Linked DNA regions of Hordeum vulgare: region 1 is linked to region 2. A link is a contact called in public Hi-C data. All regions are on one chromosome and are shown on one strand. Each heading gives the region's core, a stretch centred on a gene start, on an enhancer-like site or on the middle of the called end of the contact. The rest is flanking DNA. Distances are from core to core; before and after follow the strand shown. Region 1 has its middle 120 kb from the start of LOC123396527. Region 2 has its middle 93 kb from the start of LOC123397588.

Region 1 (3,714 bases), core at 80-2,579, 430 kb before region 2:
GAAGCTGCTCACATAAACGAGCATATAATCACCTCTATAAACGCACACACATAACTTATCCATATGAACACCTCCAAAAGACCAAGCCAACATAGCATCTTAAGATTGACGAAATCACCTCAAACATCAACGAAAACGTCTTCCCCAAAGCACGAACATCGTCGAAAAGGCTGAAATAAATTAAGAAAAAGACGAGCACCATTATCAAGTACAAGACTTGAACCATGGTGGGCTGAAGTTACCACTGTCTTTCTAACCATCTAATCTAATCATAGCTTGATTCATGCCTAGAATAGATTTTACGCGACTAAATGTTGCTACATGGGTCTATCAGAAGTTGCTACGATGGTTAACTGAATAAAAAAATTAAAATAATCTCAATATTTCTATTCTAAAAAATTGAATATGAAATCTGCAAAGAAAAAAAAATCAAACACAAAATTTGAGCCTTGTATCTGGATTAACTTTTTTTTGATTCAGGCATAACTAGATTTATGTTCGCGCACTTAAAAAATGTCAGTGTATTTCATGCAAACAAAGAAAGGGGGAAATGACACCAACAAATATAAAACACTAAAAAAGAAGAAGAAGAAGAAACATAGAAAAAGAAAAGAAAAAGAGCACCGTAAATCTAAATAAACAACGTACATAAACTATAAAAGGACAAGGGAACATGGAATAAGAAAACACTAAAAACTGGCCAAAGAAACATTATAGTTTGTCGCTATTTGCCACTTCACAATGCCAGCTCGAAGCCTCAATTGTCACTGAAAAAGGCTCCAGCAAAAAAACTGCCCCCCTCCAACAACAAAAAAAGTGTTCCGCTCCTGAAAAGAATTAAAATCTGCAAAACTGAAATCGCCTTACAAACCTCAGTCAAGGAGAGCCATTGTCAAGCTTTACAAATAATCAACACTCCCTATGCAGCATGTATATATATGAGGGTTTCATAAGAACATGATACTAGCATATCCTCCAGCTGAGCCTCTAGGAATGGCATACAAAGGGACAGAAGTGGTGGAGGCACGTGGAATTTAACATGAACATCTCGCAAGAAGAAGAAGAAAAAACACACCCATTGGGGCTAGACTGGCGAAAGCACCAAGGTTAGTGAAAGAACAAAGTTTGGTGCGGTGCCCAACGGCCCAAAGGGGGTAAGTAGCTCGCAGCAGGCTTAAACTAGCAACCGTCTTGATTTAGGCCCAAAAGGTGTTCAATGCCGCCCTATCTTTTCCCCCTTGGGTTTCCACTTTCGACTTTCCAGGTCCCAGCTCCAGGTCACGTAAGACAAGGACGTTTGCCAAAGATACAGAAGAAAGGCTACGGCTGACGCTGACGGCTCAAAAGATACAGATCCAAGGACGGACGGACGTTCCGCCTTCCCATCTGTACTGCCGCTAATCCCGATCTTATCGCAAGTGACACCACACCAGCACCAACCTTGTCCCTAGAGTCGTCACACGTATAATTTTGAAGGCAATAGATGTTTCTTCCGTTTCTCTTTTCTTCACTGATTTGGAAAGGGTGCATGCCACCGTTTGACACGTCGGCGTGAGTGGCAAATTAGTGGCCGCCAATGCGTACCAGTAGACCAGTGTCATGTCAATCGCTGATTGATGGTACCAAATGAAGACTAAGTAGGCACATACGCACCCAATTTTTGAGGTGTTGTCGCACTAGGCGCACTTGTATACCTACCATCTATTGACTCGGTTTCATAGGAGACACCGCATTCCGTCAGCCTGCAAACCCGTGATGCGGGGCATGAAGAACCGGTTTATCGGTCCATTCTGTTTTACAGTTCGGCAATGCGATGTCTATTCTACCGCAGCCAAAAGTGAACCTATAAACCGTAAAAACATAATTGCATAAATAAAAAGAAATTTCGGCAATGAATATGAAAATTTAAAAAATTCAACATAGTTCTTACATACAAATAGCAAATAATATAGTTTTAAGCATCCAAACAACCCAATAGATCGTTTTTGCATCAAAAGAACCACATTAAAGTGGAAAAACCATGATGAAGAACCATCAAGCACCACCACCACCAACAACACCGATGGGGCCGTCCTCCTTCGCTCCAAGATCTCCTTTCTCATCAAATCATGCCACTCCAAGGTTATCTCATCCATCTCATTGCGGTTCATGGTCATGATCTTGTTCTCCTCGGCAATGAGCTTGGCGAGAGCTTTGGTTTCCTCGGCTTGGGCTCTTTTGTCCTCAATGGCCACCTTCCGCAACTTGCTCTCCTTGATTTGATGCCACTTCTCCTCTTTCTCTTGAGACCTCTTCATTGCCAACTCTTTTTTTTGCTTCAATAGTCATGGTGACCATCAACTCATTTGACTTCACAATATGGTCTATCTTCTCTCTCAAACTTGATGCCTCCGAATCCTTCCTCATATTGTCCTTGGCCTTCTTGGTGCCATCCGGCCTACCCTTGTTCCTCTCTTCTTCATCATCATCCTCATCATCCAACAAGGTGAAGGCACCTTTCTTCGACAGTGCTTCTTTGTCCCTCACCTTCCATTTCTCACTAAACATCACCCAACAATGCTCAAATGCAAAGGGTTTTCTCCTTGGATGCCGGCATGTCTCTATACCTTCCGGCTGCAATTTTCTCCTACAACCAAAGGAACTATGTTAAAGCACTATCATTTGCAAACAATATGATGGTTGCTGATAAAACACTCACCCAATCAGCTTAATTGGTTCCACTTGAAGGAGCATTGTAGACTTGCTCCAAACATCCACACCACCGGCTAACCGTCGGCTTGATCACATCCCAATGACATTGGAGTGATCTATATGTGCGTGGTGTTTTGCCGACATTGTTTGGCATCAACCAGAAGAACTTGTCTTCTATCCTTTGCCAATACCTCTTCCCGGTTTGGTCGGTGCCGTGGATGGCATCGAGTGACACAGCCTTCTTCCTCTTGCTATACCCTGTCGTGGATTGCGATGCCTCGAAGACCTCCCCTCCAATCTCCTGTAGCTCCTCCTCCTCCTCTTCTTCGCCGCCACCGTGTACCCCGTCGTCCATGTCGTTGTATCCATATTCCCCAAGCGGCGCATCCTCAATGTTCACCGCGTTTTCCTCGAGGATAGCCGCGTACTCGGACCTAGAAAAGAGACGACGAACTCTTGAGCGAAAACCCCCAACGGCGGCGAAGAAGAAGACACAATTGGTCGGACGTACCTTTTGGGCATTCCGTCGAACACCGGTGGGATGGCGGCGGTGGCAGGCGTAGAACTCGCCGGGGCCTTGTTGGTCGGAGGCGCCCGCTTGCGTTTGAGCAAGACCTTCTTCTTCGCTGCCTCCATCGCCTCGGTTTCGCCAATATTACCGGCGTCCCTATACCGAGCAGAAGGGCGAGCTTTAGGGCGACCGACCCCCTTGGTGGCGGCAACGATGGCGGTGGGAACGGGCCGCCTCCCTGCACGATGATGTTACCGAGGCGCTTGCGAGGAACAGCGTTGTAGGAGGCTTCCGGCGCGGCTCGGAGATGGTCGGCGGGGAGATCCACCGCGGCTCCGCCCGCCATTGATTTGGCTACCTCTACTTCCACGGTGACGAGCGCGGGGTCGGGGGTGTCCATGGCCGCGCTGGAGGGCCGCCGGGAGCTCGACCGAAGCGGGGAGGTGAAGATCCTCGGCGGCGGGGGGAAGAGGAAAGGTGAACTGCCGCGGTGAAATGTCCCCCCCCCCCCC
Region 2 (3,702 bases), core at 19-2,518:
AAGCGGAGTTTAGGGGAACCTTCTATACGGCGTTGCAGGCACCTGTTTGCCCTGCTAGCTCCTGCATCCGCCTGTGTTGGGTGGGCCCATCAAACAGATCTGGCGCCCCTGTAGACCCTGAAAACGTTCATTGATTTTTTTAAAATAAAATACACTGATTTAGCAAAAAAAAGTTCTTCAAACGGAAAAAAATGTTAATAGATTTAAAAATAAATCAAATTTGAAAAATGTTTATCGCAATTGATAAAGGTTCATTATTTTTTACAAAAAGTTCAGTGATTTTGACAAAAGTTCATCAAATTTGAAAAAAGCTAATCGGTTTTCATAAAAATTTCATTGAATTTGCAAAAAGTTCATCGGATTTTTTAAAAAGTTCATATAATTTGAAAAAACTTCATCGAATTAAAAAATATTTCATTAATTTCGAAAAAAGTTCATCAAATTTGAGAAAAGTTCATCGAAATTTTAAAAAAGTCCATCCAATTTGATTAAAGTTCATCAAAATTAAAAAAAGTTCACGAAATTAAAACAAATCATTGAATTTCAGAAAAAAAAAATGTTCATTCGATTTTGAAAAAAGTTCATCAATTTTGACAAAAGGTCAGCGAATTTGAAAAACAATTCATCCACTTGAAGAAAAAGTTCACGAACTATAAAAAGAATCATCGAGCAAGGAAGAAAAAAAAGGAAAACCGAAAACGAAAAAAGAGAGGCAAAAAGCGAAAAACAGAAGAAAAAACAAAAACCAAAAAAGGAAATAAGAAAAGAGCAAAAGAAAATTAGTAATCAAGTCGGGTGCAGTGGTTACTGCGTGTTAACCCGAGGTGGAGATTGGGAGTTCGATTCGTCGTGCGCTAGTCCTTTGTTTCTCATCAAAACAGAAAGAAAGAAGATGGGTCGGTCCAACGCGGGGCGCTACAGTCGCCCGTTGGCATAATTGCACTGTAACGGACGCTTGTGGCGCCAAATAGGATTTCCCGGGAATTCCGCACCAACTGGCGCACAAGGAGCTGAAGTGGAGCACTCGGTAGGGAAAGCGCATCCTGCGCTTACCAGCATGGATGTTTGGGCTAGCCCATGTTCAGGATGGCTCAGCGCGGGGCGCTGCACGTGTCCGTTAGCAAAATTACACTGTAATAAATGCATGTGGCGCCAAATAGAATTTCCTAGGAATTTTGCGCCAACTGACGCACAAGGAGCTGAAGTGGAGCACTCGGTAGGAAACGCGCATCCCACGCTTACGAGCATGAATGTTTGGGCCAGCCCATGTTCAGGTCGGCCCAGCGCGGGGCGCTGCACGCGTTGCACTATAACGAACGCCTGTGGCGCTAAATAGAATTTTCCGGTAATTCCGCGCCAACTTGCACACAACGAGCTGAAGAGGAGCACTCGGTAGGAAACGCGCATCCTGTGCTTACCAGCATGAATGTTTGGCCCAGCCCATGTTTAGGGCGGGACGCCTCATTTCGTTTTCCATTTCCTTTTCTTTTCCTTCTTTCAAATTATTTCGGGATTTTATGTTCCAAATTTCAAAACAGATTGTGAATTTGAAAAAAATGCTTGCATAATCTTAAAATGTCAATGAATTTGAAATCAAATGTGTCTGAATCCAAAAAATATTCTGGAAATCACAAAATGTTTGCTTATTTATAAAAATGTTTCTGAGTCCATAAATGTTCGTGAATATTAAAAATGTTCACGAACTTGAATGTTCTGAATTCAAGAAATCTAAAATATTCCAAAAACATTAGCAATTCTAATAAACGTTTGACAATTTAAAAAATGTTTTCAAAATGAAAATTAATATATTTTTTCAAGATTTTTGGAAATTTCAAATACCAAAAATGTTCACGAATTCAAAAAAATTGATATTTTGCAAATACTTGGGAATTCAAATAATGTTCATGAATTTCAGGTAAAATATTAAGTGAGTTCGAAATTTTTTCACTAATTTCCAAACATATTCCCGAGTTTGAAAAATGGACCAGCCACCCGCGGTCACCAACCTCCCCGCCCTCTCTCTAGTTTAAGTCCCCTTTTTCACACACATCCCGTTGTCGCACACAACTCGCCGCGTTGTCCACCTTCACAATCGTTCGACGCCTCCCTTCCAAAGAGTCAGTCGGTTCCACCTCCACCACCGCTGCGATGTCGTGTCACGACCGCGAGACTGATAATAGCAGCTGGCCCTCCTGCAGCCTGTTCGTCGCGGGCGCGAAGGAGCTGGTGTGGTTCCGCCTCATGGCATCATCAGACATGCGGTTGGCGAAGGGCTAGAACCTACGCCTTGCAGGCGTGTCGGTGGCGCAAATTCGCGACGTCGGCACGCCCGCCATGCGATGGGCCATTACCGCGTTCTAAGCATACATGCCGTCGGATGTGAGGATGCCACCGGAGTAAGCGACCAACAACACGTACTAGTTGGGCATCCTCGTCGAACAACAGCAGGACCTGTTTAACCATCGGTACGACGATGACGTCGTGCCGTTCCGCCACAACCGTGAGGCGTGCCGCCTATCTGGACGGGGCACAACTTCCGGCACATGCTGGCATGCGTAATTGGTTGCCCTACCTCCAAATAATTTGAAAATAGATGTAATTTCTTCTTCCAAATAGGTTCTTAAGTGGTTTATATATGTATGAGTTTCGCAATAAAATTTGTGGTCTTCCAACAAAGCAAAATGTTTCTCCTGATTTATCCATGAATCTACATTTTCTTATGATTAACATTTCAAAGCCTATAAAGTCTAAAAACTTTTTTTGTAAATGAATTTATGTGAACACTCAGTCCAGCAGTCCAGCAGTCCAGCAGTGTCTTCTCCATGTTAGGCTTGGAAGGCATCAATAACTATTGTGTTGCATCAAAGTTGTTGTAAACACTATTGGGGAGGGGCGCCAAGTTAGTTTGGCTAGACCGTTGTGCGGCGTGTGGCCCACTATCAACCACCATTCTGTGTGCGGCGTGGCGCGAAAAGATCGAGAGTTGTACCAAGTTCGTCCCCATCCCATCCAACCTTCTTGCAACCCTTCAATCTATTTGCATCTTTGAACCAAGGCAACAAGAGGAAACAGGTGATCAGAACAGATCTTCAGCTAAGTTTAGCTTTAGTTTTTTCTTTCTTGAATATTTTTTTTGAAGATAAAGCACACAACTTTATTACGAAACATTCAGGGTAGAATCACCCATAACAGCGACAGTGGTACATGTCGGTACCTCATACTCCCAACTAACCGACTGATTAACATTATATTTCATACCCTCTTTTGCTAACGCATGAGCTGCTTGATTGGAGCCGCGTCTTCCAAACCTGATTTGGCAATAAGAAAACCAGGTGCGGCATTGGATTTTGATATCCTCAATAACCGCTGCCTCGCTGGAGCAGTCAGGCTTCTTGCTATTCAGAGCCATGGCCAATAATTGAGCATCAGTCTCAAATTCTGCTCTGATCACCCCCAGCTCAGCAGCGAGGTTAAGAGCTTCTTCCATCGCTCTTCCATGAAGGGGTCATGAATTCCATCAGAACAACTAGCTCTTGCCGCAACCACTACCCCCTGAGATGTCCTAGCGATAACACCCCATCCTCCATGGTTCTCCCCTGGGGTATAGGCGCCATCAGAGTTGATTTTGACAACCCCATCAGCCGGTGGGCTCCATCTTACATCCCTTGACATAGGAGTTGTTCTGGGTTTCAGAGAGCAGGC

Evidence for each region. A called contact is a pair of places that touch in the nucleus more often than the background predicts.
Region 1: a Hi-C map of seedling shows a contact between it and region 2, with 5 times the contacts expected there. The contact joins two enhancer-like sites. A contact is called at or near these places in 2 of 6 Hi-C or Micro-C datasets (leaf and seedling).

What each region holds. Positions count from the first base shown.
Region 1 is chr5H:67,953,571-67,957,284 of MorexV3_pseudomolecules_assembly, reverse strand. No RefSeq gene overlaps it. Among protein-coding and RNA genes, the nearest start is that of LOC123396527, 120 kb to the left of the region's middle. Within about 2 kb of position 1,329, at least 3 of the 3 cell types and tissues checked have open chromatin away from gene starts, as enhancers often do. A contact at or near this core is called in leaf and seedling, where this site is marked.
Region 2 is chr5H:67,520,072-67,523,773 of MorexV3_pseudomolecules_assembly, reverse strand. No RefSeq gene overlaps it. Among protein-coding and RNA genes, the nearest start is that of LOC123397588, 93 kb to the left of the region's middle. Within about 2 kb of position 1,268, at least 3 of the 3 cell types and tissues checked have open chromatin away from gene starts, as enhancers often do. A contact at or near this core is called in leaf and seedling, where this site is marked.